Linked DNA regions of Mus musculus: region 1 is linked to region 2. A link is a contact called in public Hi-C data. All regions are on one chromosome and are shown on one strand. The core of a region is the stretch at or near the end of the contact, and the rest is flanking DNA. Distances in the headings are between cores, read along the strand shown. Region 1 has its middle 19 kb from the start of Tnks2. Region 2 overlaps Rpp30 (ribonuclease P/MRP 30 subunit).

Region 1 (6,784 bases), core at 1,539-4,038, 710 kb before region 2:
GCACTCCTCCTGACAGCCCCGTGTGAGGCCCTAAAAGTAAGCTACTGCTGGGCTTGCTACTGTTGCTCCGTTTGCAACTTTTCAAAGACAACAGGAAGAAGCAAGATCATGAAGGAAGAAGTGGTCCCAATCCACAAAGTCGCCCTGGAAAATCTGTAATCTTCTGAGCCACAAAGAGTGAGAGATTTAAGGTGGTCAAAGGTGGCTCGGGCGACTGACCAGACCATCTCAGGAAACAAACATCTCCATCAGACCCCAGAGTCTCTCCGACAGGGTCTCCTCTAGCTGCAGCGACGGCGGCGGCGGCGGCCATAGCTGTAGGCCTGTTTTTTTTTTTAAGTTAGGGTCTTAGCCATGATGAAATATCTGACAAGGACAAATTAAGGGAGAGATGGTTTATTCTGGCTCACAGTTCAAAAGAAATCCATCACTGCGGCGAAGCAAAGGCAGCCGGTCACACTGCACCCACAGTCAAGAGGCAGAAGAGTAAGGAATGCATGCTGTGTGTGTGCGTGTGTGCGTGTGCGTGTGTGTGTAGAACACATGCACGCGGGGGGCGGGGGCACGGTGGCTGGAAGAGGCTGTCAGATCCCCTGGAGCTGGAGACAATTGGGGAGCCTCCTGACATGGGAGCAAGTCTAATTGCCGAGTCCCTCCCTACTCAGCTCTTCTACTCCCTTTGTGGAAGTCCAGGAAGTCCCTCCCACAATTAAGATGGGTCTTCCCACATCAATTAACAATAAGCACTCCCCAAAGACATCCTCAGGGGCCCAGCCTTTCCAGATGGTAAAAGATTTTTGTCAAATTGACACTAGCCATCATAGACTACATAGGAAGAACACAGGGTCCTGGCGTCTTACACATGTGTGTCATTATACATTGTTCTCTTTCGTTTCTTACCCCACTGCTTTTCCTTATACTCCCTCCCGGTGCAGCAGCCGCCTGCTTGCCTTCCAGTCAGTCACGGGTTCGCTTTCCATCGCGACCAGTATTTCTCATCTTCCTTAAGATCTCTTCCTCCCCTCTTCTCATCCCCTTTCTAGTTTTGTGACATGCAAACATATATAACACACATAAATTTTGGTTCCATATATGACAGAAAATGGGATTTTTTTTCTGAATCTGTTATATTTTACTTAACATGATTTCCAGGTGTATCCTTTTTTTTTTTTTCAAATGGCATAATTTTAATTTTCTTACAGCTGCTTAAGATTCTATTGCATATGTATTATCAAATTGCTTTGTCCACTTCCTGGATGTTGTGAATATTGCAGTTGTAAACACGGTGTGCAAGTATGTTGTGGACTTCCAGTCCTTTGGGAATCTGTCCAAGAGTGGATAGATTAGATACGTCACATTTCTTTCGTTAAAAATTTTTATTTATGTATGTATATATTTATGTATTTATTTATTTTATGTATATGAGTACACTGTAGCTGTCTTCAGGCACACCAGAAGAAGCCATCAGATCCCATTACAGATGGTTGTGAGTCACCATGTAGTTGCCAGGAATTGAACTCAGGACCTCTGGAAGAGCAGACAGTGCTCTTAACTGCTGAGCCATCTCTTCAACCTTCTCTTTAAAACTTTTAAAGAATTATTTTAAATTATGTTCTCATTTTATTCATTCACTTATTTTGTGTGTGTGCATGTGTGTATATACCACGTGTATGTGTGTGCCCACAGAGACTTCACGTGTATGTGTGTGCCCACAGAGACTTGAAGAAGGTGCGAGATTCCCCGGAGCTGGGGTTATAGGCAGTTGGGGGGCCTCCTGACATGGGTACCAGAGCAACAAGCAGTCTTTAATTGCTGAGCCATTTCTCCAACCCCTTCAGCCCCCACTTTACATTTCTTTATGAAAAATTTCAGGGGACTGGAAAGATGGTTTGGCAGTGGAGGGAACTTGTTGACTTAGGTTTGGTTCCCAGTATCCATGTACTTTATAAGGTGATTCATATCCTTTCCTGACCTCCATGGGTACCAGACATGCATGTGGGCACATATGTACTTGCACAAAAAATACTTCTATACATTAAATAAACAAATCTAAAACAGAAAGAAAAAAGAAAGATGGATTGATTTCAGGGGCTGGAGAGACAGTTTTTTTTTTTTTTTTTTTCGAGACAGGGTTTCTCTGTGTAGCCCTTAGCCCTGGCTGTCTTGGAACTTACTTTGTAGACCAGGCTGGCCTCAAACTCAGAAATCCGCCTGCCTCTGCTTCCAGAGTGCTGGGATTAAAGGCGTGCCCGGCTGAGAGGGCTCAACAGTTAAGAGCACTTTATGTTCTTGCCAAGGACCCAGATTCAGTTCCCTACACCTTTGTCAGGCAGCTTATAACTGCCAGTAATGCCAGCTCCAGGGGTCTGACACTCTCTTATAGCCTCCAAGGGCACCCACGTGTGCATGGAGCATGTAGGCACACACAGACAAATACACAAATACATACATCCACACACAATACACACACAGATACAAATACATACATACACGTACATACACAAACACACACATACACAAACATATACACACACATCAATTAAAAAGTACATTTACAAATAGTTTCAATTTCAAACAAAACATCTCTTTTCTATTTTTTTTTTCTTTCCTATTTTGAGGGCACATTTAAACATATTTCCTTTTCCACCCAGTGTGAAGGCGTAAAAGAGAAGCACAGGTTGATACTTGCGTGAGAACGTCTATTAAACCACTGCGCATACGCCTACCTCTATAAAATGTAAGGTTTCAAATTACCAGAAGCCAGCATAGCGCTGACACTTCTTGGTGAAGACAGCCACCTAGTGGAAATAGGTCTACAAATATTTCAGGATCAGCAAATAAAAAATTTGAATGCTCAGCCCAAGCGCAAACTGCGATGCTGATTTAAGGCTGTTAAAGAAAATGGCTGGGCTGGGTATGGTGGCCTGTATAAAACTCTATATAGCACTCGGGAGGCAGAGGAAGGACGTCTCTGTGAATTCAGGGCCGGCCTGGCCTGTATAGTGAATGGTAGGCCAGACAGCTACACCTTGTCCGAACAAAACAAAAAAAAAAAAAACAATGAAAAGAAGGACTTGGGGATGTAGCTCAGCAGAAAAGTGGTCGCCTAGCACGTGCGAGACCTTCGGTTCAGTCTCTAGTACTAAATAATATAAGCCCCGACCCCCAAAGCAGTAAACAAAAGCCCCCAAACCCAGACAACAAAACAAAATCCACATTCAGATACTGCTTATCTTATGTCTGGATCTGAAAGTGGTGAGAGGAACTGGGGACTGGGGAGGGGCGAGGTGGGGCGGGGCGGGTAGAGTCTGGTACGGTGATCGGTGATCGAGTCCCGGTCGGTGCAGGGCGAGTTGGGGTGGTGCGGTGCGGTGTGGTGCGGGCATTGGCCTTTATTCCCCGTTTCAGGGAGTAGAGAGAGAGCCTTTAGATTAGAGAACAGCAAACGCAAGCGTTGCTTTGAGTCTGCACTGAGGTAGATGGGTTTTCCGAGCAGCTTGTTTACATTGCAGTGGTAGTGGTTGAACCCATGGTGTTCTAGGCCAGTGGTTCTCAACCTTCCTAATGCGGTGACCCTTTAATGCGGTTCTTCATGCCGTGGTGACTCCAACCATAACATTATTTCCATTGCTACTTCATAACTGTAGTTTGGCTATTGTTATGAATCATGATGTGTTTTCTGATGGTCTTTGGTGACCCCTGTGAGAGAGCGATTTGACTCCCAAGGGGTTGCGACCCACAGGTTGAGAACTGCTGTTTTAGGCGGCTGCCACTAACGTTTAGCTGCTGAGGTTCTCTTTCAATCACTGGGTTTTAGAATGCATGAACTTCAACTTTACACTTAAAACTTTATTAGCAGTTTAATAACAAAGGCTACTAAAATGATAAATAATATGACAGTCGGTTTGGTTATGAGTGCTTGAGCTAGGTCAGATTTTATATGCAGTTTTAAAAATTTTCTTTTTAAGCCAGGCATGGTGGAGCACGCCTTTGATCCCAGCACTTGGAGGCAGAGGCAGGTGGATTTCTGGGTTCGAGGCCAGCCTGGTCTACAGAGTGAGTTCCAGGACAGCTAGGGCTATACAGAGAAACCCTGTCTCGAAAAAACAAAAACAAAAAAGATTTCTTTCTAAATTAGAACTAATTCACAATTATGGGTCGTCAGAAATGGGGCGGCGGTGGGGGGGGGGCTGCAGCTTTTAGTGGTAGAACCCTCACCTTGAATTTACAAAATCCTGGGTTTTGTTCCTAAAAAAATGAAAGGGGCACACGTTTTGATAAGCTTTAATAGTTTGGGGCTTTTGGCTTGAATGTGAATCCAGAAATTTAGGAGAGATTCGCCCCTGGGCAGCACATCCTGCTCTGTCAGGGCAGATGGTGACACTCCAAACATCTGGCTGTGTGTAGCTCTAAGAAAGAATTTTGATGTTATGCTACAGAGTTTGATTGCATTTTTAATTTATTAGTATTCTTTTTTTAATATTTTTTATTAGGTATTTAGCTCATTTACATTTCCAATGCTATCCCAAAAGTCCCCCATACCCTCCCACCCACTCCCCTACCCACCCACTCCCACTTTTTGGCCCTGGCGTTCCCCTGTACTGGGGCATATAAAGTTTGCAAGTCCAATGAGCCTCTCTTTCCAGTGATGACTGACTAGGCCATCTTTTGATACATATGCAGCTAGAGTCAAGAGCTCTGGGGTACTGGTTAGTTCATAATGTTGTTCCACCTATAGGGTTGCAGATCCCTTTAGCTCCTTGGGTACTTTCTCTAGCTCCTCCATTGGGAGCCCTGTGATCTATCCAATAGCTGACTGTGAGCATCCACTTCTGTGTTTGCTAGGCCCCGTTTATTAGTATTCTTATTATGATCACGTATAATGTGCTCATTATGGCTTATGCAATTCGGCCTACTTGTTGAGCCTGAGGGTAACTTTGAAGAGGCCTTCTGCCTTTGCAAGGGTCCCTGAGCCTGAACTCCGGACAGCAGGCCTACAAGACAAGCGTGTCCCCAATGAAGGAAGCACCTCAGCAGCCTTGGTCACAGGGTTAAAATATACCTCCTGTACTGCGCATTTCTTTCTTGACAGAATGAAGCATTTATCTCTTGAAAATTTATATAATCATTTGCATCACCTGTCAATGAAAAAAAAAAAAAAACCTTTTGGCCTATAGGAAAGGATAGAATAGAAGGTGGGACATCCGGGAGACAAAGAATTCTGGGATAGAGCCAGGCACAGGAGATGTGAGGACACGATGCATTGTAACTGAGCACAAGTGACCAGCATGTGGCAGAATGTAGATTAAAATAAATGGTTTAATCTAAGTTATGATCTAGTCAGAGAAGAGCCTAGGTATATGGCCAAGGTATTTGTAAATGTATTTTGAGTCTGAGTCTTATTTCTGGGAGCATGGGGCTGGGAGGAAGACCCAGGGCCTGACTTCTACAGTCATTTTTTTCCTTATGAAATCTTAATGCTTTAAGTCTTTAAAATAAATATATTAATACTTAAAATACATTAATATATAAAATAAGATGGGCTGGTGAGATGGCTCAGCGGGTAAGAGCACCCGACTGCTCTTCTGAAGGTCCTGAGTTCGAGTCCCAGCAACCACATGGTGGCTCATAACCATCCGTAGGGAGATCTGACTCCCTCTTCTGGTGTGTCTGGGGACAGCTGCAGTGTGCTTACATATAATAAGTAAATAAATCTTTAAAAAAAATAAAATAAGATACAATAAGTACTTTAAAATAAGACGTTCCAGTTAGTCAGTGTTAGCTATAGAGCAGCAACTAAGGCAGTCACTGGAAGTTTGTAAAATGGCCTTTCCCAGCATTCTTGGAATCCAGAGGTCGGGCAGTGGTGGTGCACGCCTTTAATCCCAGTACTTGGGAGGCAGAGGCAGGAGGATTTCTGAGTTCGAGGCCAGCCTGGACTACAGATCTACAGAGTGAGTTCCAGGACAGCCAGGGCTACACAAAGAAACCCTGTCTCAAAAAACAAAAACAAAAACAAAAAAACAAAAAAACAAAAAAAAAAAAAAAGAAAGAAAGCATCTAGAATAACTTTTGCTACACTTTGCAGGCTGGCCTTCTGGACTGAATGAAGATCCTCCTGCCTCAGTCTTTCAAGTAGCTGGTAGCTCAGGCATACTTACCATGCCCAGCTCGCTTCAAACCGTTTGAAAATGTCTTCTTATCCTAAGCTTGTGGACAAATTAGATCCATCTTGATTATTGTCTCACTTTTCTTCTTCCTGTTTCTCATACTGCAGCAGTATGTCTGTTGCTGGCTATGCTTGTTCAATGTGCATGAACAAAAACCCTTTTATTATTTTTTTTTCCTCTGAACTCCATCTTGATTCCTGGGATATGGGTTTGAGAGTCATTGCTATAGACTTTGGCAAGTTGAGAGCTCACTAATAGCCTATGAAGAACTGAACGTTCCAACCACAGTCCGCATTGAGAGGGAAGCTGTCTTAGGGTTTCTACTGTTGTGACAAAGAACCATGGCCAAAATAGAAAGTTGGGGAGGAAAAGCTTTATTTGCCTTACACTTCCATATCGCTGTTCATTATCAAAGGAAGCCAGGCCAGGAACAGGGCAGGAACCTAGGGGCAGGAGCAGGTGCAGAGCCCATGGAGGACGCTGCTTGCTGACTTGCTCCTCACGGTCCAGGCAGTCGTCATTCCCCTCTGCTGGGCCCGTGAGCCAGGGCAGCTCAGGCAGAACTAATTCTGAGTGCTGTGACTGCAGCCCACAAGGGAAAGACTGTACTGCAG
Region 2 (7,339 bases), core at 3,969-6,468:
TTTTTTTTTCTTGTGTTCTCTTTGTCACAGAAGGACATATTTTACAATGGAGAGTTCTGGAAGTTATTCTTGACTTTATTTCCACTCAGAGCTTTTGATCGTGACCAAGTTTTATCAAACACGCTGACTTCTAGTCCGCTCTGTAATCTGTGCCCTCCAACCTAGGCAAAGCCTGAAACATCAGGATTACTCAAACATCCTTCTTTGAAAAACAAAAAAAAACATGTCTATCTGTGTGTGTGTGTGTGTGTGTGTGTGTGTGAGAGAGAGAGAGAGAGAGAGAGAGAGAGAGAGAGAGAGAGAGAGAGAGAGAGAGAAACCATGTGTATTCAGAAGCCCAGAGGCCAGAAGAAGGTGTAGGAGCCCCTAGAACTATAGTTACAAGTGGTTTGAGCCACCCAGCCTGGGTGCTGGGAACTGAACTCAGGTCTTCTGGAGGTGACGCAAGTGCTCTTAAGTTCTGAGACCCTCTCCAGTCCCACTTCTCTGTTTTTAGTTGTGGCCAGAAGTTTCCTAAAATGCAAATCTGACCCAGCCAGTCTCTTTCAAATCCTTCAATGTCGTCGTCGTCCCATTTCTCTCGGGATCACATGCAAACCCCTTGTCTTAAGATATCTTTAAGCTTTGGCTGCTGCTATTCTTTTTCAGTTCTGGGGATTAAAGGCAAAGCCTCTAGGACACAGGCGAGTGCCCAAACCTGATCGGTACAGCACCCCGCAGCCCCACAGTGCTCCCATGCCCTGTTCTGTTCTCTATTGTTGCTTTCTTGTATCAGGATCTCCCTAAATTGACCTGGATGGCTTTGAACTCTTTCTGAGTTTAGGCAATCCTTGAATTTGTGGCTTTCTTACCTTGGTCTCCTGAATAGCTGGACTCTAGGGCTGTGCCTCCAGACGTGGATCAGGAATCCATCTTCTTCCAACACTGGTTGGTTACATGTGTGCGTGTAAGTGCCACAGCACAAGTCAGAGGGGCATTTGTGATAGTCAGTGCTCTGCTTCCAACCATCTTTTTAAAAACCTGCTTCTTTCATCTGCTTTCTTTGGGCCTTTGGCTGCTGCACCTGGTCACCTCCTCTCCCCTCTCTCTTCTCCTCCCTCCTCTCCTCACACGGCTCAGGGCCAGGTCCACTCTGGACTCTCCCAGAGTCCCTGCCTCTGACTATGCTCTCCCACATATTTATAATAAACTTTCTCTTTCACCAACCTGAGAATAATCATGTTCTTTCCTTTTAATTTTCCTTTATTAACAACTTACTTCAGATGTCTTAATTAACCCTACTATTTTGTTTCAATGTGCATGGATCATTTAACTAATTTTTGTTGAGTGTTTAAGTTAATCTTCCCATCATCTTACACACTGTAGGAGTGAATATCCATATAGGTGCACTCTTTCTACCCAGCCAGTTCTTTTTATTCTTTTTCCTAAAACAGGGAGGATCTCACTGTGTAGCCAAGGCTGGCCATAAACTCAAAGATCCTCCCAAGGGGCGAGATTATAGTGTGAGTGACTATAATCTCAGCCCTTGTCTAGCTCTAACTTTACTTACTTTTGAAGAATACCTTGTAGAAGTATTTATAAGGTTAACATCAAATTATGGCCACTTTCAAAATAGTCTACAGCCTTTCCCAATTGTGAAAACACTAACTTTGTGTCCGTTTTAAACTTTCCCAACCTAACCAGCAAGCATATCACCGATGACTAGTAAAGTGTGACATTTTCATATCTGTTGAGTGCTTTTTGATCCTTATTTGCTCGATTGTTTTAGAAGTGAAGTTGGTCCCTCTTGCAATGAGGATCTTATACAAATGTTTTATTTACTGAGGGCTCTGCAGAAGGGGAAATGAGGCAGGATGACAGAGGGAAGGTTGTGGTCTCAGGAGAGAGCTATCCTCAGCTAAGCCCTTGAAATGTTCAGGCTCTAGCCCCAGGCTAACCTCATAGTGTAGTTAAGACTGCCCAGGCATCATAGGGGTAAAGTTAATGCTCTGGGGGAAGGGTATTTCTTAGTACCCAACTCAGACATCTGGAGCATAGGTCTGCAATGCTGGGGAAGGGATCTGAACTAGCACTATTTGTCATGGTATTGTGTTTGAGACATGATCTGACTATGTAGCCTAAACTGGTCGTGAACTTTGTGTATTGCCCTGCTTTGCCTCAAAGTCATGATTGGCCTTCCCAAGCTTCTTGAATGCTGGGATTACCATTGCAATGGTGGGGTGCTGCATGCCTTTTGAAAACAATTCAGGTACAGTGATTCCAGTCTCGCTCAACGATAACTTGAAGGCAACTTTCCTAGATTGTATTGTTTCCAGAATATTCTATTTTTTGTTGTTTTTCAAGACAGGGTTTCTCTGTGTAGCCCTGGCTGTCCTGGAACTCACTTTGTAGACCAGGCTGGCCTCGAACTCAGAAATCCGCCTACCTCTGCCTCCCGAGTGCTGGGATTAAAGGCGTGCGCCACCATGCCTGGCTCAGAATATTCTAATTTCATAATACTAGAGACTGAACCTACAATTCAGTGAGTCACATTTCTAACTTCTAACATAGTTTTATAGAAATCAATTGACATTTTCCAGTTTCAATAATCATACTTGAGTCTATTTCAATCTAACATCTTTTTAAAATCTACATTTTGTCTTTTCACTTGTTTTTTGTTTTAGAGATGGGTCTTCTGTAGCCCAGGCTGGTCTTAAACTTGCTATGTACCCGAGAATGTTGGTGAACCACTGATTGTCTTGTTCTCACATCCCAAGTTCTAGGTAGAGATACAGGTTCACATCACCTCCTGGCTTATTGTTTTTCTGTGCTATTTTACAAATTCAGCTTAAATTTAAATCTTTGAACCACCTGAATTTACTGTGGTTGTATATTGGTGTGATAGAGATCTTAGTTTTTTCTTTTCTCCAAAAGGATAAGAGTAGATAGTGAATGGACACTTTCTACGACAGGCCCTGCTCTAAAGCTTCTATGAATATTAATTATTTAATGTTGGCAGTAAGGCCATCTGTAAGGAAAAAGGTGAAGTGAGGTAGAGGGAGATTTCAGTTTGTCTTTAGTCTGTGCACTTTAACTTCCCCAGAGAAGCAATGTTCCCAAAGTGAACACCCAGCACATAACTGGACTGTGACCTGCGCTCCCTACTCTTTCACGGATCATTCCGAACCTGTCTCGTTAGGAAGCAGAAGTGACCAATGCCTGTGCGTGCTCAGTTAACTTTCTCTTTATGAAGATCCAGGCCCTCAGACACAGGATGGTGACACTCACACGCAGGGTGTTTTCCCACCTCAATTAGCGGATCTAATTACTCTCAGTCAGTCCACGGACTTGTCTCCCAGTGACGCTAGATCATCGCTGTTCATGATCACCACGTATGCACAGTTTCTTTATCCACTAATCTACTGATGTCTAGGCTGGTTTTTCCCCTGGGGAGTATCCAACGAACAGTCACTGATGCTTGACTTACAGTTGTAATTATGCTTTACATATGTGTGCACAAACTCCACAGATGTACCTATACAATATTCTCCCACTATTTTTGCCTCTTTCATTGTAGTTGGTCTCAAACTTGTAATTTTTCTGCTTCGGTCATAATTGGGAACTACCATACATAATACTTGTCAAGGATATTCACTGCTACGTATAAAATTAAGAGTAGGTACTGGTTTTTAATCATATCTTTTTTGCCATCTATTTGAATATTCATTTCTCTTACTTCTCCTATCACTGTGAGAGGAAAAGGCACTACAAAGCACTGAGACAGCATTACAATCCAGACTAAAGCTTCACTCATGAACAATGTGCTTACGTGTTAGTACTTGAGCTCAGCACCTATGTCTGCGAAGCTGGCATGAGCACCCTTTTACACACTGCTTTTCTCACCTTCAGAGCACCAGTCATCTTTTTTCCTTCAGTTAATTCCACATCCTTGGGGTCCTTAGATCAATATGGCATAAATGCAGATATTTACTGAAATGGCTATCTACTCAGTCTAATGAACTTGTTATTGAAAATTATTTCCAAAGGATATATATATATATATATATATATATATATATATATACACACACACACACATACATACATACATACATACATACATATATACATATATACATATATATATATATATATATATATATATATATATATATATATAAAATTTTAAATTTGAGCCAAATGCTTTACACCTTATAGCAACTAGGAAAATCACTATTAGCTATTGAGGGATTTCTAACTAAAGGGAGGACTATATCGTAAGGACAATTTGAAGGCAGGAGGGAGCGACTCGAGGGGACAAGTAACTCTTATGAGCATCCCTCTGCTTTTACAAGTGCAGAAGTCCTTTAGGAAGGTTTTAACTCAAGCAGTAAAAAAAGAGCTTAAAAAGTAATCAGTTGGCTAAAGTCACCCCCATAACAGGGCTTAAGTCTTCAAAATAACTACCTTTTTTGGATAGTAAAATTTAAAAATCCATATGTACCGAGTAGAAAAACGTTAATTTATTAGTTTTCAATGTCTTACAATACTGAGACATCTTATTTCAGTGTACCTACTGTTATTCATTATTCACATGAAGGATAAAATAGTTTTTCTCTTAAAGTATATCTAAATTAATTAAGCTGTTAGTCTTTAAAAAATGCTTCACTGGGTTTTATTTGCTGTTTTAATGGTCTGAATATAAAGTTGTTTTTATAGACTGTTGGTTTCTAGTTTAATGAAAATATCAACTCAGCAGAGTTTTATTTTTACAGTGACTGATGAGCTACGAAGGGGAGGAGGCAGTGCGTGGAGACTCAGGACTCGTCTCAGCCCTCACATTTAGCTTTCTTGCACACTGGAAGAGATTCATCATCTGCTTCTGATGGCCGTGGTTTCTTCACTGTAGAAATAATTCCAAAAGCAGTTTTTCTAGTTTCTGTAAAATAGAAACCACATTGAATAAAGATAGAACAGTTTTACTTGTTTCTGTTTCTTGAGACAGGATCTCACCAAGTAGCCCAGGCTGGCCTTGAACTCCTTACGCGGTCCAGCCAACTCTGACCCTCCTGCTTTAGCCTCCTAAGGGCAGAGATGACAGGTGTTGGTTTAGCCAGCATTACCCCATTTTCTTTGGCCTATAGCCCGGTAAACAGGAAAACCACAGAGAGCTCTCACGGGTGCAGATGCCATTTATGGTCAGTATTTTACCAGCTAGCTCGTTCCTAAGGGTTTCCTCTTAGATAAACTGCAGAGCAGGGATTCTCCATTGCTCTCTCCATGCCATCTGATGCAGTCAGAACCAGCCATAAGCATTGGTCTAGCATCTGCTTTATGTATGGTAAAAAGATCATAAGAGAAATCCCAGGCCCGGGTGCAGGAGTCGCCTGCACTGCTCCCACAGCAGGGGCTGTGGTGAGCTTACTCTACAGCACACACCATCACCCTCACTAGGCTACCAATGTACAATGTACCAACGTCCAGCAGTCATCTAACATGTGTGCTGGCAGAACACAGAATCAAGCTCACGTTTACCAATCCTTTATGTATGCTAATAATGAAGGGAAAAAGAGGGATTGCTTTGTATGCTCCGGTCAGTTTGGCAGTAGAGTTGAACTTCAACTTAGATTTGTTTTAAGTACATATTAACAGGACAGGCACTGTCATATGCAGTATATAAAATCCTTAGCAGTGGTTTTTAAATATTCAAAATGCTGGGTAAGTACATTACAAATAGACATATTAGAATGAAGGCACACAGGACAATCACCGCCTGATGAACTAAGGAACACACTGAAAAGTGACACTGGAGGAAGGGTGTGGTGAGGAGGAAGGAAGAGCAGAGCTGCAGGAGGAGTGGGCTCTGCCTCATTGTGGGCCTCACACTCCCCTCAGGTACACAAACCGTACATGTGCAGACCATGGAAGAAGTCCAGGAGTCGGAGCGAACTGTCTCAGGAGCAAGAGGACTAATGGGAGGTGGTGTGAGGGAGTATGCACAGAAGGACTGGTCTGAGGTTAGGAAGGGAACCTGCACAAGAGGACTAGTTGGGATCTGCGGGGTGTGGGGAGTGTAACTAGTATGCATGAAGGGGACTAATAGCTGTAAGGGGTGTGGAGTGGCAGGGAATATGCACAAGAGACTAACGGGGTGAGAAAGGAGGGTGGAGGGCATGTGCCCAGAGCACATTTATTAGACTTGCAAAAAATGGCCTTATGTAACCTAGTATAATATTTTTACATAACCAATGACGCCCCCCAACCCCTTGGGAAAAACACACCCAAAATACGTAACCGTAGATACATGATCATGTAAACCAAAATAAGAAACATTCTGAGTTATAATAAAAACAAAAGTTATAGACTGAGTTTAGATAGGTGGATTTAAAAAATGATGTTTCTGGGTTGTTTTGTTTTGTTTTGTTGTTGTTTTTTGAGACAAGGTTTCTCTGTGTAGCCCTGGCTGTCCTGGAACTCACTCTGTAGACCAGGTTGGCCTCGAACTTAGAAATTCACCTGCCTCTGCCTCCCAAGTGCTGGGATTAAAGGCGTGTGCCACCACTGCCCATCGACGTTTCTGGTTTTTTTTTTTTTTTACTTAATGGTTTGATGTTTTCGTTTCTTTTCTGTTCCTGTGTAAAATACTCTGATAAGAGCAACCCAGAGAGTAATCAGTTTATTTCAGCTCACAGTGCAAGGGTAGAGTCCATCTTGGAAGGGAGTTCAGGGGCACAGGAGCCTGAAGCAGCTGGCTGCATCCTATTCCCAGCTGAGGAGCGCATGTCTGAGTGCCAGTGCTCAGCTTGCTTTCTCTAGTTTATTCAATCCAGGATCCCTAGCCAGGAAGAGGGTCTTCTCACATCCACTAACCAAACACTCACATTCTCAGGGGCTTACCGAATCTAGATAACCCCTCACAGGTGATTCTGGAACGGGATGGTTCTAGATCCTGTCAAACTAACACTACTATTCCCACTCCTGTTTCTGAAACTTATTTATTTTAGCAGGGAGAAAGACCACCCAGAGAAAAGCAGGAGCGATGTTAAAAGCCTCTGAAAATGTGGGCTGGGGACAGTGTGTAGTTTGAAAGAACACATTCAACAGTCATTCTGTAATGCAAACTACATACAATGCACACACTACATACAATGCACACACTACATACAATGCACACACTACATACAATGCACACACTACAGAGAGGAAGGCCTGAAATGAGGGCAAGGAACAGAATATGGTTAGAACTGGTTGAGAAGACACCCTTATAAGAACTCTGTAGGAAGGATAGTTAAAGCACATATATGCCAATTATCTGATGATAACCTGCCTCTAACGAGACCATTCTGATTTTACTATAAAT

Evidence for each region. Hi-C and Micro-C count contacts between places; a contact is called where the count stands out from the background.
Region 1: a Hi-C map of cortical neurons shows a contact between it and region 2, with 4 times the contacts expected there. A contact is called at or near these places in 3 of 484 Hi-C or Micro-C datasets (the HPC-7 cell line, the N1E-115 cell line and cortical neurons), 3 of 130 datasets of targeted methods (large pre-B cells and pancreatic cancer cells) and 1 of 9 other capture datasets (embryonic stem cells).

Annotation. Positions count from the first base shown.
Region 1 is chr19:36,812,150-36,818,933 of GRCm38.p6, reverse strand. No RefSeq gene overlaps it. Among named protein-coding and RNA genes, the nearest start is that of Tnks2, 19 kb to the left of the region's middle.
Region 2 is chr19:36,101,915-36,109,253 of GRCm38.p6, reverse strand. Rpp30 (ribonuclease P/MRP 30 subunit) reads right to left here. Exons shown (of 11, transcript NM_019428.3): 11 at 4,481-4,918. The coding sequence ends at 4,809. Among named protein-coding and RNA genes, the nearest start is that of Ankrd1, 14 kb to the left of the region's middle.